2 separate regions of the Rattus norvegicus genome follow, and region 1 is linked to region 2. The links are chromatin contacts, called in public Hi-C maps. All regions are on one chromosome and are shown on one strand. Each heading gives the region's core, a stretch centred on a gene start, on an enhancer-like site or on the middle of the called end of the contact. The rest is flanking DNA. Distances are from core to core; before and after follow the strand shown. Region 1 overlaps Fam171a1 (family with sequence similarity 171, member A1). Region 2 overlaps Fam171a1 (family with sequence similarity 171, member A1).

Region 1 (2,729 bases), core at 97-2,596, 55 kb before region 2:
TAAGACGAAGTTTTATTAAGGTTAAACCCCAAGATGTGACATTTCCCAGTAAGCAAGAGAGAGATGACCGACCCGTTGAGACTAGTTATGCCTTGGCTAGGTATGTCCCCGAGTTTCAGTAGAAGATGGAGTATCTTGGGAGAGTGTTCCCCTTGGATTTTTTTCTTGATTTGCAAGTTCCAGTCAGGGTGGACTTCTAAGGTGTCAGTCTCAGCATGTGTATGGGACATGTCTGGAACACCGCCTGGCACCAGGAGTTTGAGCTGGTTGGGTCACTGAGGAATTGGACAGTTTCTCTTGTCATTTGAGGGTTCCTTTAAGCTGTTGAGTTCTTCGGGGCTTTTGGGTGGCTACCATTCTGCTAACATGGTTTATCGATTCATGTTTTCTCTGCTTCTCTAGAAGATAAGTGTCCTATTTAACTTCACAGCACATGGTAAGCCGACTGTGAACTTGTTTGGCACAGAGAGTTAGCCCTTGCTGGATGGGGGGAAAGTTGAAGCTGTCGCGGTATATACCACAATGTAGCCAAGGTCTTTTATCTGCATGCATTTCAGGAAGTTTGTATACTTCCTCTGGAAATCCAATTTGTAAGAGCTTTGCTTTTGTTACGGAAATGAGCTTGAATTATAGTTTGAACAAACATTGTGTGGAAACAGGGCTTGGCTATTACTTCAGAAAAACTACTGGGATCTCGAACACACAGACACCGACACCGTCCGCCCCAGGATTCCTGGTAGTTCCCAGGACTTGAAGTGAAGCTTTGTTGTGATATCTAGGGAAACTGACATCTGCAAAGTTTCCTTCCTTTGCTTGGCTCTTTAAATATTCATGATAAAGATGGAGTGTTGGCTTACTGGCTGTAGCTGCTTTGAATCTGCAGAGTGACTTCTACAAAGCAACAGTTAGTGGCCATGTGACTAGCGGTGACTATAAACTCTGCATTGTACTGCAGTCCGTGGTGTTGTTTTGTGGGGATTTTACAGAAGGCGTTATTTAAATGTGTTGACTAACGGCTTTCCGTGCCTCTTACAATACCACACTGAGGGAATTGATAGAAGACGCTTCTCGGACGATGGGCTGTGCAGATGGACTCTGGAAGACTTTTGTTTTAAGCCCTACCCCATGGGCCAAGTGGAGCCAACATCAGGCGAAGGACTTGGTGCCGAGGCTCTTGGCATATGATCTTTACTTTGTTATCATCTGACAGAAAGGTGTTTAACAGCAGTATGTCAACTTTGCCATAATCTCAAAAAATCCACCATCAGCTGCAGCAATCGAGTGAGGGTTTGACGCTTTCTCTTTCGGAGAGGCCTGGCTTCTACCAAACTTGAACTTCGATTTGCCATTATGCCGTGTTCAGTTGGAAGGCAGAGAAGCAATGAATGGGGGCACTAAACAGGAAGCACAGCCAGCAAGCCATACACCTTCCTTAGCCTAGGGCAATAACCTCTAAATACACCTCATGGGCTCGCATCTGGGATCATGGGCAAGTTGGACTTACAGAGGCCACTGGGCTTCAAAAGGAAGATGCACGTATGTATGTATGTATGTATGTATGTATGTTTGTATGTATGCATGCATGTGTTTGTATGTATGAATGTTTGTATGTATGTTTGTTTGTATGCATGTATGTATGTTTGTTTGTATGCATGTATGTATGTTTGTATGTATGTGTGTTGTATGTATGTATATATGTCTTTATGTATGTATGTATGTTTGTATGTATGCATGCATGTGTGTTTGTATGTATGTATGTTTGAATGTATTGTTTGTAAGTATGTTTGTATGCCTGTGTTTGTATTTATTATGTATGTATGTGTGTTTGTATATATGTATGTTTGTATGTATATATGTTTGTTTGCATGTATTCCTCCCCCTTCTCATCTTACAATCTAGTTAAAAATAAATCAACTAGAAGATATCACTGATGTCTTCTTTATGCAATTAGCCAGGCATCTTCAAAGGAAGGTCAAATACACAGGATATAAAGGCTGGTCCGCCATGCTTCTTGGTATTTCAGATGTTACCCACAGTGTGCGTGGGAAGTTGTGCTGATGACAACGTCAGCACCCGACACCTCACTCCGTGCTCCCAGAAATGGTGGTTAAGGAGAAGAAGGCCCACTGCACATAGAATAGGCAGCACCGTCGCTGTAGTGAGTTCCAGTCTCAGACTGACACCCCAAATGACGCCTCGAGCGCGTCAGGTAAAGCTGTCTCATATTGGGTGATCTTTGGGAAGGTAGACTATCAAATATAAGTTTAATATAGCCATCAAATATTTTAAAACCCATTATTTCCCACAAAATATAAAAGGACAGCCTCCAGCGTGAAGACTGAGAGGTGTCTTGGACTTGTGGAAAGTAGCTACAGGAGTAAGAAAGAGGGTCTGGGCACAGCTGCTTTGCCAGTGGGTTTGCTAAAGCCGGTGTCTGTGTATCTGTCCGGCCTTCAGCTCTCTCCCACAGGAGGGGGAACTTGGAGTTCAAGGAGGAAGGACACACACCTATTTTCGAATCAAATGAGCACCTTCATCGACTTACTTCTTTTCTTGAGTTCAGGATTTGAATAGAAATCTGAATTTGTGAGAAGAGAAAGATTTCTTTTTAAATGTCATCCTGGCAGACCTGGAGGAGAGACACTGCACACTGTGATTAAATCTGTCCTGCGCCTCTCGGGTGACTCACATCAGTAAGGTTTCCAATTTCAAGATCAGGATGAGTGGTC
Region 2 (2,851 bases), core at 203-2,702:
GGAGTGTATGCATAGAAGGCGCAGAGAGCTAGGGAGGTTGAGGTGAGAGAGAGCATCGCGCGCAGAGCCTGCCAAGACTGTGGTGGGAGTAAGATGCTCTAAGAATGTGCCAGTAGTGCTCGCTGGCTGCCGGTGAAGAGCTCTTCTCTTTGTTTCCCAAGCTGAAGCTGTAGTGTCTACCACATTACCATCTCTCCCTGAGCTGCCGCATGTGAGTCAGCTGCCTGGGGTGGTAGACCATAAAAAGGCCCAGAATGGCTTTCTGCGTTCCCAGGGGCTGCTGTTGCAAACTTATCATCTCCGTGCTTTTCAAGTGAGTAGAAAGGAAGCCAGATGCTAGGGTAGAGATTACAGTACCCTACAGAACACTAAGCAATGCTTTTAAAAATATACCGAGCAGAGGTAGGAATTCTTTATCAGACATGACCTCAGATCAACAGAGAGGTTTGGGGAGGCTCTTTGTACCGTCAATGGTGAAAGGTGTTACCCGGACAACAGGGCAGAGGGCTAGTCCCGGAGCCACGGGGTTTCTAGGGCCTCGCACCAGAGTGTGGCTGCGCCGTCCATTCTCCGTGGGGGGCCAGTGCAGGGGTCTGACCTCTGCACTCATCACGCTGAGTATTCCTTTTAGAATCCGAACCAGGCGTCGCCAAGTGCAAGTAAGGCTGGGAAAGGAATCCAAGAACATACAAGTTATAGCAGGCAGTCATTGAGCTACATGAAACGTTACTATCCTTCTTCAGTTTGTACGCGACACAAAAGTCTCTTTTTGAGACAGGGGATTGCTGTGTAGCCCAACCTTGTCTCGATCTAGCTGAGTTATTATTACAGGTGTACACCATCACACCTAATTTATACTCTAAAACAATCTAGTATAAAGCATATAATAGGTCTTTAAAAATAAACCTGTCGTTTTTAGTGGACCTCATTGTCTAAGATTTGAAATTTTTAAATGATCTGTTTAAGAAATAAAAATAAGTACCAGGAGGCACATGCACCCCATATGAAAGTAAGTCAAATAAATTATGGGGATGCAAGTGACAAAGTACCTGTTAATTTCATCAGATCATTAAGTCTTTAGTGTTTGTGAAAGAGACGAGGGAGCTTGGGTGAAGGGCTGCCCTGCACTTAGCAGGCCTTCTCCGGCCTGCTTTTCCTTGCTGTCTATCGACAGAGATTCCAATCACAGGCTGCTGTGCTGAGGCCCAAGTACCAGGCACACATTTCTTAGATAAAAGAGGAGCAGAGGTCTGGTAACACTTTAAAAATAAACTCTTCGTTCAAGAAGACGTTTTAAGTGGTCAAGTGATCTTTTACTGTTTCGGTTAAGAGATGTGAAGCCCACGGTGAATCTGCCAGATTGGGGTTAAATATAGCTAATGGTAGTGCTGGATGCTAAGCGTGGTGACTTCCTGCTCAGCTGCTCTGCCTGCTGCTGGGAAGGTTCCCAGAGCTCCAGGCAACATGACATCAGAGTGCAGGCCCGTGAGGGAGCAGTGGCTTTCTTTCCACCAGGTTCTTACAACGGAGCCAGAGAGAGGCCAGGTTCCCTGCTAGGACAGACTACTATGGAAACCCAGCTCAAAAGTGTTCCAAGAAAGGAAAAGTTAAAGCCTCACCCCAAGGGAAAGCCCAGCTTGAGGAAATTCAGAAGGGAAGCCAGAGCTCTAACAGGCAGCAGACAGCCCCACAGAAGTCACCACCACTCAACCAAGTCAGGTCCCAGAACTTCCCTCTCCCTTCCAAGACAAACCAGAGTTTGTTAGACTCCGAGTTGAGAGTGGAGAAGGGGGCGGGGGAGGTTAAAAGGGCAAGTGAACATATCCTCCCAGCTTTGGTCCCAGTGAAAACCTCAAGTGTTCTGGAAGGTTCTGCACCAGTGAATGGTTTTAAAGGAGCATAGAAGATGTTTAATTTGATGTTTGGATGGTACATTATGAAATAAGTGTATTCCGTCATTTGTATAAAAATAGAATATACATTATTTGAAGATGAAGGGGGTTAGGAAGAAAGCACACATGCATGGTTTTCTGCCCTTTTTTTTTTTTTTTTTTTTTTTTTTTTAGCATCTTCAGGCAATTTTATCAAATCCCAATTTCGGGAATCCCTGCCTGCGTGGGGCTTCTATACCATAATTCAGTTCTCGTGTCCCTGCAATTATGTCTGCTTTTAACTTACTGCTTACAGCTGCCGCCTCCCGGGGCCAACGATTTGAAACGGCCTTGTTGCACTTACTTCTAATCTGTGGCAGTTAGAGAGGACATGTCTAAGGGGATAATGCCGGACTTCTGAAGGATAATGTTTAGTTTTCTGCCCACAAAGCAGATGCTCTCTGCACTGCTTAAAACGGACTAGTCTGTGCCCACAGAGCCAAACTGTTCACGTTTGCCAAGAGCAGAAGGCAGGGAAACATTCCTCAACATCCAGACTGCCACTGGCGGAGCAAAACCTGAGACTAAGTTAGAGGTGTCTGCCAGCTAAACTCCTGCCTAGAAATAATCCACCTTATGAGTGTGTGAGGCAGGAAGAGGCCTGAGCAACCAGCTCTTGCATCCGCAAGTCGGAGTAGACAGAGTGGAGCGCATAAGGGTACTGAGGAGAAAGGCCTGGGGTAGGAGGAAGGCCTTGGGTAGGAGGAAGGCCTGGGGTAGGAAAGAGGAGGGACAAGGAATACTCCTGCTCACTGTTCGGTCCATTGGTCCAGGGCAACACAGCATCCCGGAGAGCAAACAGCACCACTCACCCTAGCAGTCTTCATGAGAAGAGAAGAAAGACCCACATAAAACTTTTGTGTTGGCCCCAGAACATCTGAAAAGGCAGGCTCAACGCTAGAGCAGTGAGTGTCCTAGCC

Evidence for each region. Hi-C and Micro-C count contacts between places; a contact is called where the count stands out from the background.
Region 1: a Hi-C map of Schwann cells shows a contact between it and region 2, with 6 times the contacts expected there. The contact joins two enhancer-like sites. A contact is called at or near these places in 5 of 12 Hi-C or Micro-C datasets (Schwann cells, frontal cortex, kidney and 2 more) and 1 of 1 datasets of contacts at active chromatin or transcription factors (oligodendrocytes).

The regions. Positions count from the first base shown.
Region 1 is chr17:80,049,323-80,052,051 of GRCr8, reverse strand. The region is part of intron 1 of Fam171a1 (family with sequence similarity 171, member A1); the gene reads left to right. Among named protein-coding and RNA genes, the nearest start is that of Fam171a1, 6.8 kb to the left of the region's middle. Within about 2 kb of position 1,346, at least 13 of the 93 cell types and tissues checked have an H3K27ac peak or open chromatin away from gene starts, as enhancers often do.
Region 2 is chr17:79,994,697-79,997,547 of GRCr8, reverse strand. All of the region lies in intron 1 of Fam171a1 (family with sequence similarity 171, member A1), which reads left to right. Among named protein-coding and RNA genes, the nearest start is that of Fam171a1, 61 kb to the left of the region's middle. Within about 2 kb of position 1,452, at least 49 of the 93 cell types and tissues checked have an H3K27ac peak or open chromatin away from gene starts, as enhancers often do.